3 separate regions of the Sus scrofa genome follow, and all the other regions are linked to region 3. A link is a contact called in public promoter capture Hi-C data. All regions are on one chromosome and are shown on one strand. Each heading gives the region's core, a stretch centred on a gene start, on an enhancer-like site or on the middle of the called end of the contact. The rest is flanking DNA. Distances are from core to core; before and after follow the strand shown. Region 1 holds the start of ZSCAN29 (zinc finger and SCAN domain-containing protein 29). Region 2 holds the start of ADAL (adenosine deaminase-like protein). Region 3 holds the start of CCNDBP1 (cyclin-D1-binding protein 1).

Evidence for each region. Promoter capture Hi-C pulls out the DNA fragments that hold promoters and counts their contacts.
Region 1: a promoter capture Hi-C map of liver shows a contact between it and region 3, with 2.3 times the contacts expected there. The contact joins the promoter of ZSCAN29 here to the promoter of CCNDBP1 in region 3. A contact is called at or near these places in 2 of 5 promoter capture datasets (fetal liver and liver) and 1 of 47 Hi-C or Micro-C datasets (epiblast stem cells).
Region 2: a promoter capture Hi-C map of liver shows a contact between it and region 3, with 2.4 times the contacts expected there. The contact joins the promoter of ADAL here to the promoter of CCNDBP1 in region 3. A contact is called at or near these places in 2 of 5 promoter capture datasets (fetal liver and liver) and 1 of 2 datasets of contacts at active chromatin or transcription factors (alveolar macrophages).

The regions. Positions count from the first base shown.
Region 1 is chr1:128,082,667-128,085,366 of Sscrofa11.1, reverse strand. It overlaps ZSCAN29 (zinc finger and SCAN domain-containing protein 29), which reads right to left and starts at 1,302. Exons shown (of 7, transcript XM_005659684.3): 1 at 773-1,302; 2 at 1-277. The coding sequence starts at 158. It overlaps TUBGCP4 (gamma-tubulin complex component 4), which reads left to right and starts at 1,328. Exons shown (of 18, transcript XM_021096979.1): 1 at 1,328-1,690. The coding sequence starts at 1,613.
Region 2 is chr1:128,124,310-128,127,009 of Sscrofa11.1, reverse strand. It overlaps ADAL (adenosine deaminase-like protein), which reads left to right and starts at 1,319. Exons shown (of 10, transcript XM_013993097.2): 1 at 1,319-1,604. LCMT2 (tRNA wybutosine-synthesizing protein 4) reads right to left here and starts at 1,336. Exons shown (of 1, transcript XM_003353380.4): 1 at 1-1,336. The coding sequence starts at 1,211.
Region 3 is chr1:128,268,181-128,270,880 of Sscrofa11.1, reverse strand. CCNDBP1 (cyclin-D1-binding protein 1) reads left to right here and starts at 1,347. Exons shown (of 11, transcript XM_021097084.1): 1 at 1,347-1,592; 2 at 1,813-1,872; 3 at 2,165-2,244. The coding sequence starts at 1,484. It overlaps TMEM62 (transmembrane protein 62), which reads left to right. Exons shown (of 13, transcript XM_021097060.1): 13 at 445-1,288. The coding sequence ends at 771.

The sequences.
Region 1 (2,700 bases), core at 53-2,552, 190 kb after region 3:
GTGCGCACCTCCGGTCTTAGCCACCGACAGCAAAGTTGCCACAGTTGGCTGAAAGCCTCCCGGGGCCCAGCTACCTCCTGGTAATGAAATCTCCTGAAGCGCTGTCGGAAGGTCTCAGAGTTAGTGCCAGTCCCTCTCAGGGTGGGTTTGGCCATCATTCACAGCAGAAAGCGGCTTTCCTCCATTTAAGGGTCTAGGTTCCAGGGTTTACACCTATCTTCCATGTCCTTGAAGAATCACCTGCAGATGAGTCTCTCTCTGTAAGAAGAATTTCCTCCTAGGGTAGAGAGAGATGGCACTATCAGAAGGAATACACTCATATGTCTAAAGTCTTGCCAGAGCTGGCCTGACTTCCCCTAAGTTCTGCGTGGCCATGTGAGGTAGCACCAACTTCAGGGCAGCAAGCCAAAACTGAGCATGAAGGTGAGAGACCATTCAAAAGCTGCATTTCTGGGCGACTTCCAGGGCAGCCCCGGGGAAGCAGCAGAGAATAAACTACTGACTGCTCCTCTTCCACCCCTCCCCAAGTCTGACCCATTGAGCTCCCCTGGCCAGTGCTGCATAGTGAGTTCAAACCGTAAGGGAGACCTAGAGCTGAGAGGTTTTAAAGGCATGTCACCACCCCGAGGAAGGCAATAGAAAACCCTCTGTCCAGCGGGTCGCCTCTGATCTGCCCCAATACTTCCGCCGTCCTTCCCCAAACCCTCTACGTCCGCCCCGCCCCCTCAGACTCCACCACCACCAATTTCTACCCCAAACAAAAATCAAGTACACAACACTGGGTCTTTGTTTTCCCTCACAGCAGAAGTAATCGCTCAGTAAATATCCGGGAACTACTGACGGGAAATCTCGAGCATTGAGAGAAGTTGGTTTTGACTTCTGAAGCGAGGGCCAGGTGGACTTGGGGAGAGTCACACTGAGTTGGTGGAAAGAGGGAGTCCGAGGGGGCAGTAGTCATGTGTCTCCTGAAGACGAGCTCGAGTGCTGGCCAAGCGCTCCGAGGGCTGCGGTATTCGCGAGTGCGGAGCACAGCTCAAGGAGCGGCGGGTGCGGGGTTCCGGCCTCTTTGTCTTCGCTTTCTGGCCAGGTCACTCTCGGAGCGGTAAGGAGTCCCTCCAGAGGCTTCGGACCGGGGCTAAGGCGCCCTGAGAGCACCCTCTGGCCCACCCCTAGGAGCTTCTCCCACTCGGGATACCCCTCAATCCGCTCGCATCTCTGCCCGTGGGCCAGCCTCACCCACTCGAGGTCTGGCTCCAGCCGGGACTCTCAAGCCTCCCAGTCCAGTTCCCAAACCGGAAGTGAGAGCAGGCGACTAGGGCGCCACAGACGCATGCGCAAGGGCAGCTGCTTAGACACCTCTCGCGGAGCCCCGGCGGGAGCGAGCGAGTGGGCCCAACCGAGCACAGTGCACTTCCGGGACGCGGCTCGCCTATCCCTTCCCTGCTTCCCGTACGCTCTCCGCAGCAGTTCTCTCAGCGGATAAAGTCTGGAGGAACCGCCCGTCCAGGAGGCCTGTGCGCGAGTAGAGAAAGGAATACGCGTTTCCTTGGTCGCCTGGTGAGGCTCTGGAGAAAGGTGCAACGGATATAGGGACCGGAGGTCCGCCGTGGAAATGATCCACGAACTGCTCTTGGCGCTGAGCGGATACCCAGGGTCCATTTTCACGTGGAACAAGCGGGGTGGCCTCCAGGTACAATCCGGCTCAGAGCGCGGGAACTAGCGAGCAGGGAATGGGTGGACCTGAGCCACTGCGTGGGGGAGGAGCCTTAGGGGGCGTGGCTTGCAGAGCTGAGGCGGGGGCGGGGGGGCGTGTCCTTGAGCAGGTAGCTGGAGGGCTGTGCCGGAGGGGCCTACCACGGTGTAAACACCTTGAGAGGTTTGGGCTACGCTGGGAAAAGGAGGGCAGACTCCTGAAAGGCCCTGCCTTGGGGAAGAGGAGGGAATCCAGGGCTGAGCCTAAGGATGAACTATCTGAATGAGAGTTGCTGGGGAACTGGATGTAAAAATGAGGGAGATGCTTTCTCCCATCTTCACACTTGCACTCTGTTTTAAGCTGTTTTGAAAATTTGTCCAAATACGTAGTATCTAACACAGAATACGACTTCAGTCAATTATTTTGAATGAAAAAGTGAATGAGGGTGTTTCCCTCTACTCCTTGACCAGGAAATTTCTTCTCCAGAAGAATTTGGAGGGAGGCCTTCATGTAACCAGGAATGTATGAGAAGGAGGGGCCATGTACTACATGTATTATCTCATTTAACTTCACAACCACCTATCTCCGTTTCACAGATTAACTCTGGTGTCAGGTATTAGGCAGTTAATAATTAGCAAACTTGGTCTTGAACCCAGATCTGTCTGGCTCCAGTATCTGAACCACTCTTCTTTTCTACTTATGCTTCCAGTAGTATTATCTAATCATCTCAACAACATAGCAAGTTAGGTATTGTTAGCCCCAGTTTACAAATGAGCAACTTGAAGCTCAGAGAACTTTATGGTGGCTTGTAGTTTTTGGGTTTTTTGTTTGTTTTGCTGCACACACCTCATCTGCTGCGTGTGGAAGTTCCTGGGCTAGAGATGAAGCCCATGCCACAGTTGCCACCTGCTTTACAGTTGCCGTAAGGTCGGATCCTTAACCTGCTGGACTGTAAGGTAACTTCCTATGGTGGCTAGTCTTGATAAGGCAGGATTTGAATCTATCTG
Region 2 (2,700 bases), core at 70-2,569, 140 kb after region 3:
TGATTGCCTTTCCATTCAAAGTCACAGTATCTTGAGAGCAAGTGAAACTTGCTCACTCGGCAGTGCCGCCCCTCCTCTTCTCCAAACCCTCCTGCACTAAGAATAACGTCTGGGCTCAAAAGGACAGAGGCATGGCCATATCTCTTAAGGTCTGGACCCTGGCTATCACTAGTGACTACACGAGCAGGGATGACTCCGGAAGGGGAGGCAGGATCTATCCGAGGAAACGTCTCTGATGCTGGGAACACTACAGTTTGGGAGACAATGTCTCCCCGAGAAGCGGCCAGAATGAAATAGTGGGAGCACTTCAGATGCCACTCCTCAAACTCGTCAAAAGGTTCAAGATTTTCTACGCGCCGGCGTTCTTCTGCGGGGAGAAAATGGCGATAAAACTCATTCATGTCCAAGGCACGGCAGGCAGTCCAGCCGGCCTGGAGAAAGCGCTGCTGCTGGGCCTCCGCGTCAGGAAAGCGGTCCAGGCCATGCAGGGGTGAATTCAGCTGCCGAAAATGTTGCTGCATGAACTGGCCGAAGGCGTCATGCGGCCTCATCTGCTCGTAAACGACAAAAAGCGCATCAGAAAAACACTGGGCGGCCCAGGCGATGAGGGCCGCGGCATTATTCGGCTCGAGGTAGGTCAGCACGGCCTCAGCCAGGAGCAGAGTCGGTGCGGCCGCGTCTAGGCCCGCGGCGGCCAGTGCCTGGTCCAACCGCTGCACCTGCCGCAGGTCCAGCCCCAGGATGCGGTAGTCCGAGCTCTCGAAGCATAGCGTTGACCCGGCGTCCCCGCGCCGGAAAGGCCCGGTTAACGCGCACAGTTCCGGCGTATCTCGAATCCTGTCCGCTTTGCGCCGCGCCACGTCCGGAAAATCCACCTCCCAGACTGCAGCCCCGGGGAGGCGGCCCGCAGCTTTAAGGCGAAAATACAGCGAGTCCGAGCCGGCGCCCAGAGACAGGATCTGGATGTGGGGCGCGCCGAGAGCCGCGCGCGTCCCCTCCAGGAATGCGCATACGCAGTGCCGCATGGCGCGTGCGCGGACGTAGTAGCCGCGGTGGATCAGCGGCGCGCGGCGCACGGACGCCGGAACTAGCAAGGCGGCAAAGGTGTCGTGCACGTACCCGCGCGCGGCCAGGGAGCTCTTGCTGAGGGCGCTGCTGTCATTGGTACTCTGCACTGCTCCCGCGCGACGCTCGCGGCTCCGCGGGCCCATGGCCTGGAGAGTCAGGAGCGGCGGTCCGTCACGGTGGTGAGCTGTCCTTTCGTTCTATACTACCTACCTCGCGGACTTCTGTACGGAAAAATCACCCTCCGTCTGTGCCTCCTCTTCCTTGGACACGTGTGCGTCACTTCCGGGAAGGGTGCAGCTCCCCGATCAGGACTGAGGAGGGTGCAGTTTGTGGTGACAGTCCGCTGTGATTGACATTCCTTTGATTATCCCGGACTGAATCTTCGAGGGAAGACTGCCAGATGCAGCTTATTATGGACACGTGGACTGTTTCTGGGAAGCGTGGGGTGTCGCTTTTCTACAAGCTTTCCTGTCTGAAGTGAAAAATTTACCTAAGTTCTAATAGAGTTCTCAGCTGTTGAGGAAAATCTTTAAGAGGTGAGTCTCTGGGGACCGACAGACAGGGTCTGCGTGGAGTGACTGGTAGAAGTGAAGCAGAGCTAGAATCACTGACTGCGGTGGGCGAGGAATAGGGGTCTTTCATCAGATATTAACTATGAGTACTTAGTAAGAGATCTCATTTAAATCTGAAAACAAGTCATTGAGGCCAGGTGCAAAATGAGGAAACCTTTACAGAGGTGATTCACCCAATAAGTGTTTCCCCACAGATGTGTTCTATTGATTCCCTTGTATTCCTGGCTCTGTGCTAAGCTGACACTAAGGGAACCACTCAGCCTCTGTTTCTGAGCTGTAAAATGACATTCCCTTGCACATTCAAAGTTCTATCTTCTGGGACAGTGTTGAATATGTCTCCAGGAGAGAGAGTCATGGAAGAGAGGTGATTATTCCCTTTTGATATGGTCTGAGTCTTGGTGGTTTAAAATAATCATCAGGTTTCTAATTTGGGTGTTTGGGAGTCATCACCAGTAGGAAATCGCTTGCAAAGATACTTAGGGCATTTGTAACTTATTAATTGGGATTTGGTGACTGACTGTAGGGGCTGAGATGGAGAAGGAAATTAAGATGACTGTAGTATGGTTACCTTGAAGCAGTGTAGCACAGTGGTGAAGGACATGCGTTTTGGAGTCCACATAATTTGGATTTGGATATTGGAACTGTGTCATTTAGATTTGGTGTTTTAAGAGCTTGTAATGACTTTAAGGAGAGCAATTTCTGTGGAGCAATAAGGGCATAATTCACTGAATGGGAGAAGGAAATGGAGGCAGCTCAAGGAGTTAGTTTGGAAGGGAAGAGGGCAGTAATGAAAGGAATGTGGGATAAAAGAAAGTTTGTTTTAATTTTTTTATGTTAAGGTGGAAACAGGTACTATGCTTGCATGGTGGTCCTCTGAGGGAAATTAGCCAGTTGGAAAGAAAGATTGAGGAACAGAAAAGTGAAGATTAACTAGTGGAGGAACAACTGGAATAGATAGGAAGTAATGGGGTCCTGGGCACAAATTAGTCTTGGAGACTGGAGAATAAATCTTCTTTCTCTGATTTATGAGGGAAGAAGGGGTATAGATAAAGATAAGTTT
Region 3 (2,700 bases), core at 98-2,597:
CAGTGCCTGCCATATAATGGGTGCTTTGATGAATGAATGATTCATGTAGTGGTTGAACTTGGATTATAACTTAAATCTTCCAATTTTATATTCCAGTATTCATTATGCTACTTCAAATAAACATATAGGAAGAGAAAATATTGATACCCTATCCACCCTCACTCTGCCTAAAAAAAAAAAAGAGTATTGTATATACTTAAACATTATTTGCCGCTTTCACATAAATAAAATGCCTTTAATGTGAATGAAAGGATACAGGCAAATAAACAGCTAACTAAAAATTGCAAGTGTTATAAGCAAGTGTGATTGAAACATAATGAATCAGATTGTTAACTCCCAAGAGAGAAAGCAGTATATTTTTAGGAGCCACCAATAATGTGTTAGTGAGACCCAACTCCTCCAGGACTTGCTCATAATCTAATGGTTCTGTTCTGCTCTTTCCAGCTGGTGTTTTTTAACATCCCCTTGATGGCTTACCTGTGTTGGAGTTTGCTGCAGCGGTGCTTTGGTCACAACTTCAGGTCTCATCTCCGTCAAGGAAAATACTTGAAAATTATACCTGTTCATCTACTTATGTTACTGCTGTACATCTGGCAGATTTATTCCTGCTACTTTCTTCATATGACATATGGCACTCTAGCTTTATTATTCTCCCCTTTGCGGACCTGGCTGACACTGGTGACACCTGTTCTCATTCGTTGTGTGTGGACACTGAACTCCACAGAGCTTGGAACCTTCATAGTGCAGTTAAAAAGCCACCTGAGTTCCTGAAGGCCATGTCTCATCATCCAGCTCTAGCCCAGGCCTCTGCCCCCCGAAACAGGCGGAAGGCCAATACTAGTAGGCAAGCTTCAGGGAGCTGCTGTTTCTTGGCCGCCTGGGAGGTGGGGGGATTCCCCACTACTGATTTCCTGCATAATGGACTGCAGGAAAAAAATCTCTAAATAATGCCATGATTCCTTCCTTCCCTAAGAAGGCAGAAGGTTGATTTACTTTTGTGAAGAGAGAGCCCTAATCTAGGAGATCCACAGGGCAGGAGCTGGTGTGTTTGGTAGTATGTGAACCCAGTGTTTTTTTAACGTTACCTCATGTAAAGTACCTAGCACAGTGTCTGGAACTCAGCAGGGGACAAGGGCGCCACCACTTGAGGGGCAGGGAACCAGTGCAAACTTGGGCCTGACCCTGACTACCCTTGATTAGTTCCTGGTCCTCTTTTCCCACAGGGTTCTCTGCTTCCTCTGTCGGAGGTGTTTGCCACTAATCAAATAAATGAATAATGAATAAGAAATAACTCTGCGTCGCCTTGCGTGTGTGGTCAGGGCCCGGCGCGGGGGTGGAGTCACGTCGGGGCGGGGCGGGCGGCTTCTCTTGTTGCCGGAAGCGAACCCGCATCCGTGACGCCCGGAAGTGGAGTGGCTACTGCTGTGCGGCTCAGGCGGCTTCCGTGGCAGCTAAGTACGCTGGCTCCCAGAGTCCTACTGGGATGGCGAATGCAGCTCCCCCTGATGCTCCAGTCCCCACCCTGGCTGTGCCTTTGGAGCAGCTCCGGCACCTAGCAGAGGAGCTTCGGTTGCTCCTTCCTGGAGTGCGGGGTGAGCTGACACAGTGGAGACGGACCCCCACAGGGACCGGCGTGGGTAGGGAGAAGCCGGGCCAGGGCGGCGGCGGCACCAGGGAGCGAGGGATGGGGGAGTCGGGGGAGGGGAGGGCGGCAGGGCCCGGCGGGAGCGGAGGAAATGGGGGCCTCAGGTAGCGCCGCTTACCTCTGCTCTTCCTTTTGCGGTGGCCCGGCCCACACGCCGAACCCACTAGTCGGCGAAGCCCGGGAGACTACCAAGGAGTTTAATCGGGAGACCTTTTGGAGAAGATTCAGTGAGTGCCTCTCTTGTTGGAGACTGCCATCTCTCATCTCTTCAGTTGTCCCTGTCCCTTTCCTTCCTGCTTTTCCCCGGCCTGTCCCCTCTGTGGGGATACCTCATCTTACCCATTCTCGGCATCTCTGAGGTTGAGATTTAAAACACTGATTTTTGGAGGTGTTTTGAGACGTCTAAGCCGGCAAGGGTGGAGAGGGAACGTGTTATCTTCACAGCCCGTCCAGCAGCTGCAGCCTTATCCGTTTGGCACTAACATACTGGCTTCTGCCTCCTCCTCTGACTCTTCCCAGATGAGGCAGCTGTGACAGTGTCCACGGAAGCCACTACTCTGACCGTAGTCTTTTCCCGACTTCCACTGCCATCTCCTCAGGTGGGCTTTACTTTTCTGGAATCCTTGTAGTGCCTCTTTATTCTTTAGGAATCCTTTCATTTTCTTTCATGTTTTACACTCAAAGCAAGGGATTTCTTTCTTCCTTCCTCCCACCCTCCCTTTCTCCCGGACTTCCTTCTTTCCTCCTTTCTTTCTTTCCTGCACCCGCAGCTCTCGGAAGTTCCTAGGCCAGGAATCAAACATGAGCCACAGCAGTGACAACACCAAATCCTTAATTGCTAGGAGATCAGGAAACTCCTTAGCGTGGAATTTAGTTTTCTCATCTGTCAAGTAAGATTGCATATCTTATTGACTTCATAGGAACATTAACCTCAAGAGTTCTCATATCACAGGAATATTCTGAAAACCAAGTTGTCAGGTGCAGTACTTGACATGGAGTAGGCAGCTCTTCTAAACATTGGTTCTTTTTTTGTGTTTGCTTTTTAGGGCTGTACC